Regions from separate parts of the Mus musculus genome. Here regions 1, 3 and 4 are each linked to region 2. The links are chromatin contacts, called in public HiChIP or PLAC-seq and promoter capture Hi-C maps. All regions are on one chromosome and are shown on one strand. The core of a region is the stretch at or near the end of the contact, and the rest is flanking DNA. Distances in the headings are between cores, read along the strand shown.

Region 1 (4,541 bases), core at 842-3,341, 160 kb before region 2:
TCTATTCCAGGGGAAGCTGATGAGAAGATACAGGAAGATACAGGAAGGAAACAGGATATTGTGTATGCAGTAAAGCCCAAATTGCTAACTGTGTGCTTTGTCCCCCAGCCCCAGGCCTCAGACAGAGAGCTCAGGTCTCTCATCTATCCTTACTTTTTCCAATACTTTGGTCCTTATAATTTTCCTGAATCATTCACTTTCATTCACAGCCTTGAAACAAATGGCGTTTGTGTCTGTGGGCCTAAAGAGGACATGACCACTCAGATCCAATGCCTAGCATCTTCTAAGCTATCTCAGCTACTGAGAAGGGGACTTCCAAGGCAAGTCCATTGTCTGCTTCCCTCTCCTCACACCCAGCACCCAACCAAGCCTTCCTGGGTACTCAACTTCCTGAGCAAAGTCCAGTATGTGGGGGCCTCTCCTTAGGAGTCCTCACATCAGCTGAAGTTACTGCTCAGAGCTGCCAGTTATAATTCCAGAGAAGCGCAGACCACAGCACCTGATAACAAAAGAAACTGTCCTTCCACTGTCCTAACCCAGAACTCACCAATATATAATCAAAAGATGCTGGGAAGAGGTTCCTCAGGAGAGGAGACCAAAGAACACATGGCTCAAAAAATCTGACTTCTTTATCATCAGTTTTTTCTTATTGGGTTCTCTGAGGTCCCCCCCCAAATCCTGCATAAGTATTCTCAATTTTTTTTGGCATAAGTATGAAAAGGAAAATTTTGTTTATTCATTTCTATTCATCATTTCATCATTCATTATTCCATTACATTCATTATCATTCATTCACTTATTGTCATTTATACCCCCCACTTTTTTTGTCCATAAGGTCCAGCTGAGTCAGACTGATTAAAAAAAAAAAAAGAAGAACTTGAAGAAAAACAAAAAAAGGGAGAAATCATTACAGGAGCTCCAAATAGCATCAACGTCATCACGTTCAAAGTACAGCCTTCAGATTCTGAGAAACCAGCGAGACACTCACTGAGTTCCACGTTCCTTAATCCCCAAAGAATTCCAGGCTTAGTTGGGCTGGCATGACTTAACCGACCTCCTGGACCTCCCTTGCAGCAGCCCTGCCCTCCCCCGCTCATGTGATCCCTCAAGCCAACTCAGGTCACTTTGTCACCTCAGTCCATCGCCTACCTCCCACAAGTGAACCCCAATCCTCCAAACTGCTCGTTTATTTTCTGGGTTTGCTTCCAGCTCTCTGAGCTCTCCCTCTATAACCACACCACACCCCTTTCATTCTGAGGAGGAATGGGTTCACTGTTCAGGCAGTAAAACTCTTTAATTGCCGAAGAATGAACTTTGAGATTCTTGGCTTTTTCTACGTCGCCTTCATCCAATGATACCTTTCTCACAGCGTGCACACCAGTGCACAGACAAAAAAGAATTTCTTCATACATTAACTTTTGTCTCTCTTCAAACAAGTTAATTTTCTTTGGTCTCAGACCAAAAGATATCTGGAAGAAAATGCCAAAGGTGTTCTCTTTCGGCAGCAGAAGGAGCACATTTATAAATCCTATGCAGTAAGAAATAACCAGAGGCTGTTTTCAATGAACCATCATGATCATAGGGAATGAGGCTCTGAGTCTAGATCAGTCTACTTCAAGAGATTAGGAATGACTCCCATTCAGGCAATCTATGATTTTTGAGCCCAACAGTAATCTATGAATAAGGTGGTCAAATAAAGTAATTGCCAGGACACCATGAAAATTGGGGGAACCATGTTTACCTTGTCTGGAATGGAAAAAGACCACAGTTGGTACTACAGCAGGGAAAATCTTGGATTCAATACTTAACATAGGGAGATTAAATTTGAGCAGGCATTGACTGGGTGTGTAGCTTAGTGATGATCAAAGCTTTAATTCTTAGCACAAAAAGAAAAAAATATATAAAGAAAGTTAAAGAAAAAAGAAGAAAAAGGAAAGGAAAGAAGAAAAAAGAGAGAAAATAAAGGAAAAGAAATGAAATGAAGAGAAAAACAAAACAAAAAGAAACGGACTCATTCGCTTTCTCTGAACCTTGGCTCTTTTGGGTTGCCGTCGTTGCCATGGGATACCAAAAGACGCTGTGTCCCGAGCGTCCTGTATCTACGGAGACGTTAGCACAGCGTTTGCATGAGTTCTAAACGTTGGAGGCCAGCGAGAGGAACAAGGAACGGTATCTGTACTAAAAACCCCTTTTACAGGAAATCGTGGCGGGTCTTCAGAAAGTCCTTTCGTTGTGGGCGAGATTAATTAGATGCGGGGGCCAGGAGACCCTGAGAAGCCCCATAAGTACATTTTGTTCCCTTCGTTTTAAGGCTTCCTTCCTCAGCTCTACTTGACCACTCCTTACCCTCACCCCTACTCCCGGTTTTTTCACCTGTCGTTTGTAAAATTTTAAGATCAGAAATTAGGCAAATAAAAGAAACTGATAAAATACCCCCACCCCCGAAACTAGAAAATTGGTTTAAAACAAGCCCCCCCCAAACACACACACACACACACACACACACACACACACACACACACACACACACACACACACAACTGCACGTTTTTTCACAGCAAAATGTTGCAAATGACCTTCTCTGTTCCCGGAAAGGCTCCATGCTTCCTGCCTTAAGTCCCGGCTGGACCACTTTTCTACCTTATTTTGTCTCTTCTCTAGCCTTTCAGAGATAGATTGGTGTATTGAGTGGGGACTTTTTCAGAGAGGCAAGGCAGACTGTCTGTTGAATCCCCTGATGTCTGAGAGATCAGGGACTAGGGACAGGACCTAAAGCTATCCAAGGACAGAAAAGTAACAGCTCTCCTCCCCACCCGCAGCTTGCATTTCTTGGGTTCTGTCTGAACACCCACTTTACATTTGGAGGTAGGAAGCTTGTTTTGTACAAGTACCTGCTGTATCAGACCTGTTTGGTAAATGCTCTGTGAGGGAATGCATGGGATGAGGACAGTAACTTGAAATGGTTTCCTCCAGTGTTAGAGAACCTTCTAGGAACAAATGAGCCAACAGAGGGTTTCTCTGGCTGGTGGAGAGAGAATGAGATTGTCTTTGGGAAATGTGTAAACTGCTAAAGGTAATCATGAGATTGTTACATTATAACATGGGGACCTTAATTAACCACCAACTTGAAGAAGGAGATGTTTTAGGTTAAATTAAAAGCAAGTCATGGCCAATCATGATGGTTCATGTCTTTAATCCCAGCGCTTGGAAGACAGAGGCAAGTGGATCTCAGAGTTTGAGACTAACCTAGTCTGTAGATCTAGTTCCAGGACAGCCAGGGCTACACAGAGAAACCTTGTCTCAAAAGAAAAACAAGGAAAAGAAGGCAAATCACATGTAACGATAAACAACTGTAGGGATTAAAATATCTGTTGAAAACCTCACAATACTGTCTGGATTGTTAGTCAAATTGATACTATTTGGGATATGGACAATCTTACTTAAAGAAGTGAAAAAAAATACTAAACAATGTGAAATATAGAAATAAGTTCAAAAATAAGTATTACAGCTTTGCTGTCCAGTGTAGTAGCTACTAGGCAACTTTAACTATTGAGCACTTGAAATCTGGGTGGTCTGAATTGAGATAAACTGTGAATATAAGATGTGCTGGACTGGAGAGAAAATTCAGTGCTTAAGATATTCATTCTCAGCATACACATATTGGGTGACTCACAACTGCCTCTAACTCTAGAGCCAGGGAATCAAATACCCCCTCTGGCTTCCACCAGTACCACCTGCATGTGGCAAACACACACACACACACACACACACACACACACACACACACACACACACATACACACACACACACACACACACACACACACATGCACGCACAAATAAAAATTTAAATTAAAAAGAATTAGATGCACTGCTGGGTGTGGTGGTGCACACCTTTAATCCCAGCACTTGGGAGGCAGAGGCAATGGGATCTCTGAGAGTTCAAGTCCAGCCGAAGCTACTTAGTGAGGCTATGTCTAAAAACAAACAAAGTCAAACAAACCAACCAAATAGCAAGTTGAACAGACTGTGGAGAACAAGCCAGTAAGCAGTGTTCCTCTACTGTTCCTGCCTCCAGGTCCCTGTCTTCAATTCCTGCCCTGACTTTCCCGAGAGTTGTAAGAGAAGATTAACCCTTTGCTCTTCCAAGTTGCTTTTGGTCATAGTGTCTGTGACAGCAATAGAAAGCAAACTAAAACACGTGTAGTCATGGAAGAAAAGGGCTACACCAGCCTTATTCCAAAATCCCTCCTCCATGTGGTTTCTGGAGTGGTACTTTAGGCCACTGAGCAAAGCTCTGGGCCTTTTGTTCAGCCTCGTGCCTCAAGGCGCCACCTCATAGCAATAGCACTTGTCAAAACAGAGAGCAAACTCCTCCTCCATCTCAACTAGGAAGAGTCTTCTTTACCAACTCTCTTTCTCACTTCCTCCTCTGCTCCTCTCAACTCCAGACTCGTCTGCTGATCTGGTAGGGATTTTTGGCTTTGCTAGATGCTCATCCAGAAAAACCAATGCCACATCACGAGGACCAGGGAGAACTG
Region 2 (4,409 bases), core at 1,530-4,029:
AGGTGGTCAGTGATGCAGGGCCTGAACCCCAGTCCTGAAGAACCCAGCTCTAACAGGGAGGAGGTAGGGTAGAAAATGTCAAGAACTTCAAGCTAACCACCCAACACGATCTACCCGCTAGCCCATACCAGGAGGCCTACGTTAGGACAGCAGCATCAGCAGAGAGGCAAAGACCATGTGAAAGTCAGCCTGGGCTCAGACCAAAGGAATTAAGTGTCAGAAATAGACAGAGAGGGGCCGAGGCAGGTGGGAGGAGCAGGTTCTCTCGGAGACACATCTGAGAGAAGCATTCGCTGGTCATCTTATCACCCTGGCCTCTCACTCTTCACTGCAGCTGTGGCCATGAAGGCCCCTGTGTTCTCCCACACCTGCCCTCCTCACCTCCTCCCCCACTCCCAGATTCGAAGCCTCAGGGTCAGTCTCCGGAGGGCCCAGGCCCCTCTGCCGTTGGCTTGGCTCCCACCCAGCAGTCCTTCCTGAACAAAGGGATCTTCACAGATACAAATCCAGAAAGCAACACTCCATAAACCTGTGTCCAGCACCTAGACTAACCGGGGCTTCTAGGGCTCTCCAGACAAAGGCTTTGCCTTCCAGGAACAGGGCAAAAACATTCCAGAGAAGACAATTGTCAGTAAAGTGCGGTAAATGCATAGTTGCTTAGGGCATAATGGGAGCCTCAAGGACAGGGTGGTGGTGGTGGGGAGAATGACAGCTTCATGGAGGAAGTGGGATTTTAATTGTAAGAAAGAACAATTTAGACCAATGGGGGAGGAAGAACGAGAGAGAAAGGATAGCACTGTCCTACATATTGAAAAGGGGCAAAATTATGAAAGGTGTGTAAGTGGGAGGAGAGAGAGCGAGCGAGCTCACGGCCAAACATTACTTTATTTTTATTTTTTACTCTTTATTTTGAATTGAAAGTAACCCCACTTTTCATCCTAAGGAGACCTGGGAGATGAGAGGCTGGACTGGGAAGAGGGCTCCTAATGTCAGATCATTTTATAGATCTTCCCCCACAGCCCTCCTGGCAAGCCTGCCACATAGGGAGATTGTTCTTTAAAAGCTGAGAGTTTGTAGGTCAAGGTGGGAAAATGATTCACCCAAGACCACAGATTAAACTGGGATTAGATACATCTGTCAAAACTGCTAAATACTGCGTTGCAGCAAGAACTCAAGGCGCATGTTTCCTAACCCGAACCTGGATCTTGTATTAGCCCTCTCACTGACACCCACGAGGATGTCTTTCCCGCGTCGCGGAAGGATAGCGGCCAGCAGCTTCCTGTGTGGGCATAGTACTCAATCTCTGTTGAAGAGAGGGATGGGCCTGCCCCACCCCTGGGTCCAAAGCCGCGAAGGCGGGTGAGAGGGCTGAGAGGGTAGAAATTCAGCCAATGGCGGGGCTATATGCAAATGTAGAAGTCCTTGCTTTCTTAGGGTTGGCTAATCTATCAGCACTCTTGCCCAAATCCCTCCTCCTCCTCTCTGAACACTGAACTATTCCGGGCGGGTGTTTGTGGCTCTAAAAAACTAAGAGGAAAAAAGTCTTGAAGATTTGGATCTGAGTTGTCCTGGCGCCCCCCACCCCCGCTGCCCCTCCTCTGTCCTTCCCCTCAAGGCTCAAAGCTTTGGAAACCCTCGAAGTCTAGGTGTCTGCTCTGGCTAAATCCCAGAGTTCGGATCTGAGAATTTACCCCATCTCTCGGCTGGCCAGGCTCCTACTGGCTTCATCAGATCGCTCTCAAGAGTTCCTACACCTCCTCCGCTACACATTAAAAAAAAAAAAAAAATTCCTTACTTCCCAGTTCTGGAAGAGAGGGCCTCCGGGATCTCCCCTCTGTCTTTCTTACTCGCTATGGGAAAAGCAGAGAAGTCAGAGTCCTGACTCAGTTTCCCCATTTGCATTCCCTATTCCTGTACTACTGCCAATGCTGAAGGGGCCAGCAATGGTGAGGTGGTAGGCAATGAGGCGCGGGCAAGAGGCAGCCGTTTGACTCTCTCTGTCTTAGAGCTTTCCACCTTGTTCCTGTCTGTTCCCCAAATCTAGCTCGAGGGCCCTTCTCGCCCGTCCCCACCCCTCCTCACCCCGTTCTCACCCAATCTCTCACTATGGATTTCATGATGTCCAACAGCTCTTCCCTACCTATCTGCCAACTCCTTGATGATGCGAATTGGACACATTTCTTTGGGGGAAGGAAGACTATACGGGAAGAAAACACAATAGAGTATCCAGGGGTACAGAACGTCAAAGTGGCACTTCAGAAGTGCTCGGGCAGAGACCCGAAAGGAACTGTCTGCGAGGGTCCCGGTGCAACCTCCCGATAGCTGGGATCCTGGAGCGGGTAGAGCCTGAAGGCAGCAGGATCGCTGTGCCAAGTCCCAAGACTGGCTCTGGGTCCCCACCCTCTGGTGTTTGGAGCTGCGCGGGAGACAGTCCCACTCAGCACTCACCACCACAGTCCATCGACGTGCGCGGGGCACAAGAGCAGCAGCAGCAGTCCGAGGCGGGAGGGCACCGGCGGCAGCATCCTGAGAGCTCTACCGCAGTCTGGCCGGGGAGGCGGCTGGGGGTGGGGAGTGAAGCTGCGGGGTGAGCCGGGGCGCGCGGGCACCGGGCTTCAGGGCAAACGCGGCGACCGAGGCGGCGGCCCGGAGACTAGGGCTCCGGCGGCGGTGGCGGCGGGGGGGCCCATCCCGGGCGAGGAGGGCGCGGCGGAGGCGGAGAGCGGACCCAGCAGCCAGCGCCTGTGTCTCCTGCGGAGCTCGCTGGAGAGAAGAAATCAGAGCCGGGGGCGGGGGTGGGAGGGGAGCGGGGCCGAAGCGTGGGCGGGGGAGGGGGACAGGGGGGCCACGGGGGTGGCAGTTGCGACAGTCAGGCGGCGGGACTCTTGGGAGGGAGCCGTGCGCCCCGGGGCGGCGGGCGCAGAGCGCAGCGGAGGGCGGGTGCTGGGGCGGGGCCGCGCGCTCACGGGTGCGGGTCCCGCCCGCCTGCCCCTCTCCTAGCCTCTGCGGGGTTGTCCCCTGCCATCCCTGGACCTGGGGCATGGAGGGGCGGGATGAATAGTCGAGAAGGGTAAGGGGGGGAGGGAGGAAGAACTGGGGAAGGGGGACTGGCTGGGAGACGTTTGACAGGTTTGTTGACTGTAAAGAGAGAAAACTTCCCAGGAATGAGGGAGTTTGGGGGGAGGGAACAGTACGTAGGGATATACAGATGGGGGCCAGGGAGGAAGTCGGCCGGGGGCGCAGGATGCTCGGTAGAAGGCTGTCCAACTGGATCGCCAGCCCAACGAACTTAGGAGGCGTTACCAACTCCCGCGTCTTTTGCCCCTTCTTCAGCCTCTGTCCCAGCAAGGGAACGAGCCCGAGGCCTGGGTTCTAGCTCCCTAGCCTTGCAGCCGCAGCCAGCCGATGTTGGGGGCGGACAGTGTGGGGGAGATAAGACAGCAAGTGGAACCTCTCCAGGGCCTGCGCTCCAGTATTCGCTACTCATAAACGTGGCGGAGGGCCGAGGTTGCTGACTTCCAAGAGAAGAGGGGTCAGCGCTGGCTGTGGTCAGGTCTCACTTGTCCGCGGGTTCCTGGAGCCTCAAGTTCCTCCCCCAACTTGGCCAGGGCAGAAGGGGTGGGAGAGCCAGCTGCAGGTGAGATGGCGTTTATCTGATTCTCTAATGCCACAAAAATGTCTTTGATGCCCCTGACCCCCTCCCCACGGGGGGAGATCAAAGGCCTCGTGGGGAGGAGGGACAGCTCCATTCATCAAGCCAAGCGGCTGGCAGCGGGCGGCAGCCTCTGCTGCTCTGGCCTGGGGCAGAGGCCCCCCGACGTGCCCCAGGAGTGCAGAGGGACAGGTGGTGCGGACATTCCGAAGCAGGAGCCAATTTCCCCGCCACCGCTATCTAGAGGGCCCATCAACCTTAAACAGGGGACCTTAAGCCCACGTGGCAGAAATTTCACACCAGAGGGGAAAGTTCCTTGTCGTTTGGGGTGGGGAGGAATTTAGAAGTGGAAACGGAGAACAGTGCCAAGATAGACAAACACCGCTGGTGAGCAAAGAGGAGGGCCGGTCCAGAGAGTCGTCCAGAGAGTGGGGCAAATGGGCAAAGATGAGACTGGGGGACCAGAAAGAAGGCAGGAGAAGGCCACAGATGCCTACATCAGGAGGGGGAGCAGATCTGAGGAAAGAAGATGAATAGCAGGGAGAAGGGATGGAAAAACCGGAGCCTAGACACAAACAAATAAGGCCTTGGGTTTTCTGGGAGTCCTAATGAGGATTCTGGGTGTCAAAGGTCCTGAATAAGGAGATTTGCAGAGTGTGAGGCCCTCTGGGGAAGGAAAGGAGCAGAGAGAGGAGACAGCGCTCAGCCAGACACTGGACCAACCTACGTTTCTTCCTTTCTCATGCACTGCACCGCT
Region 3 (4,344 bases), core at 1,017-3,516, 180 kb after region 2:
TTCCTCCTGCTGCAGGGCCAGTGCTCGAGCTGGGAGCAAGGAAGTAAAACAGTCCCTTGATCATGCTGATGCTTCAGTCAGGTAGAGCTCTGACCTGGTACCCTTCTCCCAAGGACTCGGATCCTTATTCCTCCTCTCCAAGCAGCAGATGCCCAACCTCCCCACTTTGATAGCCTGCCTGTCCCATCTCATACCTTCTTCCAGGATGTTGAAGAAAACCTTTCGGTCAGTGCCCAGGGCCGTGAAGGTGACAGATTCCCAAGGAGTCCCTGTTTGCAAGTCTACCATCTGCATGTCTCGGTTTCGTTCTACCCGGATCCATTTTCCCTGATACCTGAATAAAATTGTCAAAGTGACCCAATTTCCTCCATCGATCCACCCTCTCCTCAGAGCCCTACCTAGTTTCCTATCTTACCAAATGAAGTGGTTTCCAGGGCTGGGGATAAATTCAAACTTGGTGGAGATCCGGCCACTTTCATGCTGAAGGTATGAGGTTTCAACACTGAGGTGCTGAGTGCGGGTGCTGTGTCGGGTAAGCCAGCTAAGCAACCAGGCATAGCTTCTGTCTCTGGCAGGGACTTCCAGTGTGATCATGTAATGGCGCCGGAATGCCACTAGACCCAACTGGGCTCCTTTCCGGGCCATAGCCAGAGCCGTACCCACACCTACCAGCCCAAATCCAGCCCCAAAGTAGGGATTGTCTTTAAGGGCCAGAACAAAGTCTGAAAATGGCATCTTGAAAAGAAGCAGCACAGATGCTTATAGGCTCTGAGGCACTGTCAAAACCGAGGGATGGATTGTAGCAGAACTGGAAGAAAGCATAAGACTAGTATAGAAACTAGACCAGTCAATCTTGCTCCGCTCCCTCCCACAGAAGCAAGATGGACAGGTCAGCAGGACTGTGTTTCAGTGGAGTAGGAATGGTGTTGGAATGCCACAGCAAACACCCCAGGCTCTTCAATCCATTTTGCTCTTCAGTTAGACCTTTTGCCAGAAGGCCATTTTGGAGAGTTTCTCAATTCCAAAAAGCAATGTACCCAGCTCCACATCAGGATACTAGAAAGGCAAGACTCTGGTCCCTGGCAAGAGCTAGACAGAAGGGTCCCCACTGAATGGAATCGGCAAAGGTGATTTTTCCATTGCTCTGTCAATGACCACATGCCTTACCATCAGAAATGTCTTTCAAATATCCTCTCCCTTACACCCCGTTCCTAATGTCCTGTACAGACATTTATTACTTCTCACCTAAACTATTTCTTGCAAGTTATTTTGGTTCTTGAGGTGATATTTGAATGGACCTTCAGCACCTGCATCATCCAAACCCACCAATCCCAGACACGCTACAATTCTGTCACTTGTATTCCAGCACCCTTGGTGCCTTGCTCCCATTGGGTTCAAATACCACAGCCGGATACGCAGGGATGCCTACATTAGAATGCGTACCTTTACTAGCAAATCACTACCTACTTCTAGCTCTCTCAGTTCTGTTGGTACCGAATGACCCCCACCCCTTTATTCTAGGCATTCTTTTTCATTGAGATCATATAGTCTACTTCTTCCACGGAGCCTTTTTCTTTTTCTTTTTTTTTTTTTTTGGAGCCTTTTTCAAATTCAACCCAATTAAGATGTGACTAAGCCTAACTTAAGACAATGCCTAAGGGGACAAAATGGCAATTATTTCCAGAACACCTCTCCTTGCAACACTTCTCCACTGCCACTCCTCTGCCTGGCACACCGGCCCACTGGTGAATTGACAGCCGTGACCTCCGCTAAGGCTCGGAGCTGTGATCCAGAATTCCAAAGCACCTTTGCATGGAGAGCCGCTGACGAAGATCTCCTGGCCCCCGGCTCCCGAACCCTGACACACAGCAGCTGACTCCCGGACACCCTATACACAGACCTGCTCGCGCTTCCAGGAACGTGGGAGAGAGAAATCTGTCACTCCGCCCCCTTCCCTCCATGACTCTCTGGCCCTCACACTCGATGGTTTCGCCGGGCCTACGAAGAGGCAGCGCCGCTAGTCCCGCCCCGGACTGCTGCATCTACTTCCGGCCACACCCACCACGGAGTCCTTGCCACTCTTCCCTGCAATTCTCGATGGTTCCGCTTTGGGGCTTCAGAAGGGGGGTACTCAAGGACATAGAGGGGAAACCATAGAGTAGCACGGGCCTTGAAGAGAGACAGAGTGGCTGCCACACGTCAGATTCCTAGAGGCGCCTGGGCCGGGGGCGGCCACATCAAAGGCCCCCGAGGAGCCACTCCAGTCCCAGTCGGACCATAGAGATGCAGCTCCCGCCAGCCCACGGGTAGGAGGTGAGAGAGCGGCTGTCGGCGGGAACCAGGGGAAGTGCGGGCGCTGTGAGCTGAAGGTAAAAGTTTCTCTAGCTCCAGCTTGAGTGGGCCCTGGAGGTGGAGCCCGCGGGAGGAGGTGCTGCGGGGAGCGCGCCGGTGAGAGGGGCGCGGGCGCATCTCTGCTGGACTCGGGCGTCTCAGTCGCGTCACAGCTCCGGGCCCCGCCCGGGTATCCGCTGCCTCTCCTCAGGACCAGAACCGTGACGATGCATCATCCCAAGCCTTGCAGGTTCCAAAACGCCTTTCTCCTCCGCTGTATCTCGTGACTTGGCTGTCGCCCCACAGTGTAAAAGCTGTCGTCGCCGCCGCCTCCACTTTACAGACAGGAAAGCTGAGGTCCTGAGAAGCGAGGCAAGTGCATCGACTCAAGGCTACACGGTGAGTCAAAGCCCAGAGGCGCGTGGGAACTGAGGTGCCTACGCAGGGTTGCCTTGTTCCCCAGGCTTCGGTATCCCTTGCTTCTCCAGTCTCAAAAGCACGTTACTTCTTTCTGGCTCTCTCCTACCTCCTCCCCCGCATCTTCCTGAGGCCATGTGATGGGCTGGAAGACCGCCTAGAGCAGCAATAATTAGTAGTCCGTGGGGGCTGTGATTTCCAAAAAGCCTCGCTGACCACGGAAGTGCACTTCCCTGCCTCCTTCTTGAATTGCTGTCTGTTCCTGCTGTTATGCTTTTTAAAGACATATTTGTTTATTTTATGTATGTGAGTACACGGTTGCTTTCTTCAGACACAGGAGAAAGGGCATCGGATCCTATTAACAGATAGTTGCGAGCCACCATGTGGTTGCTGGGAATTGAACCCAGGACCTCTGGAAGAGCAGTCAGTGCTCTTCATCACTGCGCCATCCCTACAGCCCTCGTGCTGTTTTTACGTGGAGGGATTCTGTAGAATGAGAACTAGCCACTCTCACCTGGCACATACTCAGTGACCCAGTTTTGTTTGAAACAGGGCCTCACTGTTTAGCTCTGTCCTGGAACTCACTATGTAGACCAGGCTGGCCTCAAATTCACAGATACCTGCCTGCCTTTGCCTCCTGAGTCCTGGAAGTTTAAAAAGATTATCTCATTTATTTCAGTCGAGTTGAACAGGACATGCAGTTTAATACCTTTGTTTCTCAGTTGTGTTCCCACTGGAGGCTTTAGTAAGTTAGTGAATTGGAAATTTACCTTGTATTTGAGGAACCACTGGCTTGATACCTTAGTTTAAAAGATCTGGGTTTACTGCAACTCAGCTGGTCCACTAGAATTTCCATTTTGTCTAACTTACCTAGCTTGTTGATGCTTAGGGTCCAGTGAAGTGAAAAATGCCAATAAACTCCTCAAAGCTCCACATTCAGTATTGGGATAGATCATTTGTACAGTGCTTGCCTGGCATGCACAAAGCCCTGGGTTTGATCCCTAACAACACATTTTTTAAAAAGTGTGAGACTAGAGAAATGGCTCAGTGGTTAAGAGTAAATGCTGCTCTTTCTGAGAGCCTGAGTTCAGTTTTCAGCCCCCCAAATCAGGTGTCTGACAAGCACCCCAGCTTCAGGGAGTCCACCACCATTTTCTGGACAGCTGAACTATACATCTAGGAAGGGAGATTGATAGAGAAACAACAGCACAGTGTGGTTTCTGACAGAACTACATACAAAGGCTTTCAGGACAACAGAAAAGAGAAAATTAAGAATGTTAGGACACACTCATAGCAGAAATGTTTGTTTTCTTAAGGAGTATCTGACTAGCTAGACAAGAGATTTTGATGGGTTGAATGGGAGGGGTGAGAAAGTAGAAGGGTCTGTAAGCAAAAAAGTGAGTCAGAGAATGGCAGATCATCAGGTTAGGAGGGCAGAGTGGGAGGGATGCCTGGGGAGGTAGGTCAATGAGGACCATAAGTGAAGGAATCGTATCATATCTATACTGAGGAATAATGAGACCATCGAGTAGTAAGAGAGAGAGCCTTTGACCCCACTCAGTTTTGTTGCCAGGGTTACTTTGCAGGAACCAGAAC
Region 4 (4,206 bases), core at 880-3,379, 250 kb before region 2:
TTCACTTTCAGTCCCTGTGAGCTGCTGTCAGTTTCTGAAGCCCATTCTTTTCTGTGGGTGCTGGGAATTGAACCCAGATCCTCTGGAAGAGCAGCCAGTCCTCTAACTGCTGAGCCATCTCTCCAACTCGCCCATTGTTTTCTTATCTGTAGTTTTTATCATGTGGGGTTTGTCCTTGTAATATTGCCAGAGGCACACACAACAGCAACAAAGATTTTCAACTTGTTCTGTTTTTCTTTGTGAAGCAAGGGCTCTACCACTATACCCTTTGCCTCTCTTCAAGTTTGGATTTCAGTGAAGATGTTACTTCCTCTGTGGACATGTCCTCTGGTCCTCTACACCCTGCCTCCCTTCTGTGCTTGCTATTCACCTTTGCTGTTATAAGCCTTCTTAACAGTACTACCATCTTTTGTGGCCTCTCTCCCTAGGGACATTGCATATTGTTTAATTTGGCTGATCCATTGAAAGCTTTTTATTTCATCTCCTCTCTCTTCTGCCCTTTCATCCCATCCTTCCTGCCCTCCTCCTCTCCTCCCCTCCTCGTCTCTCTTCTTTCTTGACAGGGTTTTACTTGTAGTCTAGGCTAGCCTAAAAATCATAATCTTCCTATCCCAGCTTCCCTGGGGCTAGGATTACAGGCATACGCTACCCCTCCCAGCAGCTGCAGTGTGTTCAAAGGACTTTTGTCTTTATGATGTTATAGCTATCTGGTGAAATAGGCAGGCTCCACAGAGTACAATCAACAGAAGAATTTGATCACCTACTTAGATCAAAAAGAATAAAAATAAGCTGGTGTAGTGGTGCCGGCCTTTGGTACCAGCACTGTGAATGCTGAGGCAGGCAAGTCTCTATGAGTTCAAAGACAGCCTTTTCTACAAAACAAGTTTAAGGACAGCCAGGGCTACATAAATAGAACTAAGGTACTAATTTACATAGTCATTGTTTTGTGTTAAGCCCACTAGGACATTTAAGGCTGAGGAGATATGATGGCTTGGCTCAGAGAAATTGGGTGAATCAAACTCTCATAAGTCACTGTGGGGTAGACCTCACCCTTTGACTTTCTAGTACAACTCTTTCCCTGCAGTCCTACATTATCTCTGAGACTCTGTCCTAATCAGATACATTCGATGAGAAGGCACTATTGTATCTCATTGTAAACCTGCCAGTTGAAGTGCAGGTTCTGAAGTGAAAGGAACATGGGTAAGCAGGAATTATTCCCACACAGAAGGTCAAGGAAAAATGTTAGACCTGGTGCAACATGGTATGAGCTGAAAGGGGGTTAGAAGGACTCCTCTATTCTGGAGAAGGGTCTGAGACACACTGAAATCTTCAGCTGTCAAATGCTTTACGTGGGGCTAAGAATACACTGGCCAGGTGGGATGAGAACAGAAATGGCGGTGGGCGCATATTTGGCAGCCATCTTCCAAGACCATCAATTCTTTTTTTTTTTTTTTAAGATTTATTTATTATTATATATAAGTACACTGTAGCTGTCTTCAGACACACCAGAAGAGGGCATCAGATCTCATTGCAGATGGTTGTGAGCCACCATGTGGTTGCTGGGATTTGAACTCGGGACCTTTGGAAGAGCAGTCAGTGCTCTTAACCGCTGAGCCATCTCTCCAGCCCAAGACCATGAATTCTTTAATCCCTAAACAAGTAAAGTGGAGGACCTGTAATGTAATCAGCCTGTAATCAGACAGGAGGGATGCCTCTCAGCATTTTTATCCTCACCTTGGGAACTGGAGTGATGGGTATTATCATCCAATTCAGTGGGAAACCTAGTCTGTAGGGAGAGTTCACATAAGAACTGTGTCCTGCCTTTGGGCAGAGAAGAGGATAGCCCTGTAGGGTCAGTAGATTCAAGCCTTCAGGACTAGACACTCTCTGTCCCGCTGTTTCCCAAGTGTCTCCTGGGGAGTGATTCAAGGCCAAGGTGACAGTGGGTTTGGAGCCCAGATGAAAGGATTTCAGGGACCACAAGACAAGATCCCTGTGTGGTGGCTGCTGGAAAGAGGAGGGAGTGTGTGGGGGTCAGTGACGCAATTGCCCTGGCTCACAGGCAAGGAGGAGGAGAAGGCTCGCAGTGTGTCTCCTTATAAAGAGGACTTCACCACATGAAGCAGGGGGTGAAGGTGATCCCACTGTGAGTCACCCAGGAAGGGACGCCGTGTGCCCGGAGCCCAGAAGGGAGGAGCTGTGGATTTCCCACTCTTCCTTCTATGATCTTGTGCGTAGTCTGGGTTGTTTCAGTCCGGCCAGTTACATTGCTCCTCTCCTGCCTCTAACCACCCCCAGGGACTATTCTTGATATGTCTGGGTTTTGAATCTGTCAATTTGTTCTTGAGTTCTAGTTGTTTTGTTTTATTTTGTTTTCTACTGAAATTTGGAATCTATTGATTTCAGGAAACCCAAACCATAACTAATTGTGTTTGTCTTTGAGAAGATGGCCTGGTGGCTCTTTGCCAAGCACAGTTCTGGCTCTCAGATTGTGTTTGCTTTTCTCCTTATCTTCAGCCAAGGCAGGTATCACATCCTGGACTGGAATCTGGAAGGATTCTAGGGTGCCCTGATCCAACTGCCCCTCACTTGATGCCAGCTAGAGTCTGTCCTTTATTGAGGTTTGGGACTGTAGAGAGCTCTGGGGAGTTTCCCTGTAATCAGCCAGCCACCATCCCCACACTGCCTTGTAATAAAGCAACTCTATATTTGTTCTGTTTATAGTCTCCTCTGTAATAATGCCATAGCCCTCACTTCTCTTTCTCTTTAGGGAGATTTTCTGGGTAATAGAAAATTCTGAAATGTTAAAAGAGGAATGTAGACTCAGAAGACATTTTTATCTAGACTGTCTTCCTCTGGGAAGGTGCCCAGGAAAGGCAGGCAGTCTCTGCCTTGAGGAAGCAGCATGCTGCGGTGAGCATGCATGTGCTCACACGAGTGTGCATGTGTATGCCTATGTGTTCATAGGTATATTGTGTATGTGCTATATGCACTTGCATACATGTATTCTGTGGCCTTGAGGATGTATTATGAAGACGGGCCCTGTGGGAGAAGCTCTGGGTATGTGCTGTGGCTGGGGCAGATTTGAGGTACAGCATCCTTGTGAAGAATGTGAGTGGTGTATGAAAGGGGTGAGCACAATAATGGGCAAGTTTAGGTCCAGAATAGACTCTATCAAAGCCATCCTTCCACTCATTCTTACAATGACACCCCTTTTCTCTGTCCCCTAGCCTTTTGGGGCCAAGGTCCAGTGATTTTGCTAGTGTTCCATATTCTTCTTGCCTTTCCTCACCTCACTTGCAGCTAGTCAGAGAGAAGCCAGAGACACACTGTTGAGGAAAGAGTCTGTGTTGTGAGTTGTGTTCATGCTGTTCCTTCCCCCACAGTGGAGGCTCTGCATTCAGATTTAACCTAGATGGCCGACACTGAGAACTGTTGTTGCCAAGTTATTACTAACAATTCTGATTTTGCCCATTTCCCTCTCCACACCCCCCCAGATTCTATAAATACTTTATTATATGGCACTAATAAAACTTCAAGTATTTCTTTTTATTAGAACCACATAATATGGTAATTGTATGACAGAACACAGCTCCCGTGAGTAGCCCCCACCTTCCTAGGTGTGGCCTCTCAGCACCTCAGCTTGGGTTAGGTCCACAGGCCCCTCTGTTCCCGAGTGTTTTGAAGGGGGCTGGGTTGGTGCTTTCAGACAGAGAGCTAAGGGGTCAAGGCCTTTGAGCAAGATCGGCCTAGAGGAGTGAAGAGATACTTTCTAAGTTTTCAGAGTAGTTTGTCCTGGTGTGAGGGTAGCAAGAATTTCTTCATTTAGCATTATGTCTAGCACAGAGGCTCCTTGACCTGCTTTTCCTTTTAGTAGGACTGGCATGTGGTGTAGAAATAGGCTTTGAACTTAGACCTGGGGAGAGGGTCAAGAGTTATTTGGTTATTTTTGATTCACAGTACTACTTTTAAAAAAGCCATTCTTCTTGATGTCTCCTGGCTCAAAATATGTAGATATGAGTATCTTACATCTGTACATATATAAAACCATATACTCGTGTACACACACATACACACATGTATATGTGTATGTGTATATGTGTGTGTATATATATGTGTGTGTGTATATATATATATATATATATATATATATATATATATATATATATGATTGAATTTGTGCATTGTGCATGCTGGCAAGTTCTC

The links. Promoter capture Hi-C pulls out the DNA fragments that hold promoters and counts their contacts. HiChIP or PLAC-seq counts read pairs in DNA pulled down with a chosen protein or histone mark. Capture Hi-C pulls out chosen DNA fragments and counts their contacts.
Region 1: a contact with region 2 is called in a promoter capture Hi-C map of embryonic stem cells. The contact joins the promoter of Cfap65 here to the promoter of Wnt6 in region 2. A contact is called at or near these places in 11 of 39 promoter capture datasets (the 3T3-L1 cell line, the C10 cell line, the HPC-7 cell line and 6 more), 5 of 484 Hi-C or Micro-C datasets (LSK cells, embryonic stem cells and stem cell-derived neural progenitor cells), 4 of 115 datasets of contacts at active chromatin or transcription factors (all in embryonic stem cells) and 1 of 9 other capture datasets (embryonic stem cells).
Region 3: a contact with region 2 is called in a promoter capture Hi-C map of adipose tissue. The contact joins the promoter of Zfp142 here to the promoter of Wnt6 in region 2. A contact is called at or near these places in 14 of 39 promoter capture datasets (the 3T3-L1 cell line, 3T3-L1-derived adipocytes, the C10 cell line and 9 more), 1 of 15 datasets of contacts at CTCF or cohesin (the NIH/3T3 cell line), 25 of 484 Hi-C or Micro-C datasets (the C2C12 cell line, Sertoli cells, adipose-derived mesenchymal stem cells and 18 more), 7 of 115 datasets of contacts at active chromatin or transcription factors (the 230-238 cell line, the SCID.adh cell line, astrocytes and 4 more) and 4 of 9 other capture datasets (adipose tissue, liver, macrophages and 1 more).
Region 4: a contact with region 2 is called in an HNF4G HiChIP or PLAC-seq map of pancreatic cancer cells. The contact joins the enhancer-like site here to the promoter of Wnt6 in region 2. A contact is called at or near these places in 3 of 39 promoter capture datasets (cranial neural crest, pre-B cells and stem cell-derived epiblast-like cells), 1 of 15 datasets of contacts at CTCF or cohesin (embryonic stem cells), 15 of 484 Hi-C or Micro-C datasets (the N1E-115 cell line, cerebral cortex, cortical neurons and 4 more) and 4 of 115 datasets of contacts at active chromatin or transcription factors (embryonic forebrain, embryonic stem cells and pancreatic cancer cells).

Annotation. Positions count from the first base shown.
Region 1 is chr1:74,933,149-74,937,689 of GRCm38.p6, reverse strand. It overlaps Cfap65 (cilia and flagella associated protein 65), which reads left to right and starts at 2,091. Exons shown (of 33, transcript NM_001039495.1): 1 at 2,091-2,169; 2 at 4,452-4,541. The coding sequence starts at 4,492.
Region 2 is chr1:74,770,262-74,774,670 of GRCm38.p6, reverse strand. It overlaps Wnt6 (wingless-type MMTV integration site family, member 6), which reads right to left and starts at 2,779. Exons shown (of 4, transcript NM_009526.3): 1 at 2,449-2,779. The coding sequence starts at 2,525.
Region 3 is chr1:74,585,950-74,590,293 of GRCm38.p6, reverse strand. It overlaps Zfp142 (zinc finger protein 142), which reads left to right and starts at 2,266. Exons shown (of 9, transcript NM_001310668.1): 1 at 2,266-2,730. It overlaps Bcs1l (BCS1-like (yeast)), which reads right to left and starts at 2,005. Exons shown (of 8, transcript NM_001305652.1): 1 at 1,901-2,005; 2 at 416-808; 3 at 195-334; 4 at 1-29. The coding sequence starts at 735.
Region 4 is chr1:75,022,919-75,027,124 of GRCm38.p6, reverse strand. The region is part of intron 6 of Nhej1 (non-homologous end joining factor 1); the gene reads left to right. Among named protein-coding and RNA genes, the nearest start is that of Ihh, 73 kb to the right of the region's middle. Within about 2 kb of position 2,129, at least 50 of the 459 cell types and tissues checked have an H3K27ac peak or open chromatin away from gene starts, as enhancers often do. A contact at or near this core is called in the N1E-115 cell line and pancreatic cancer cells, where this site is marked.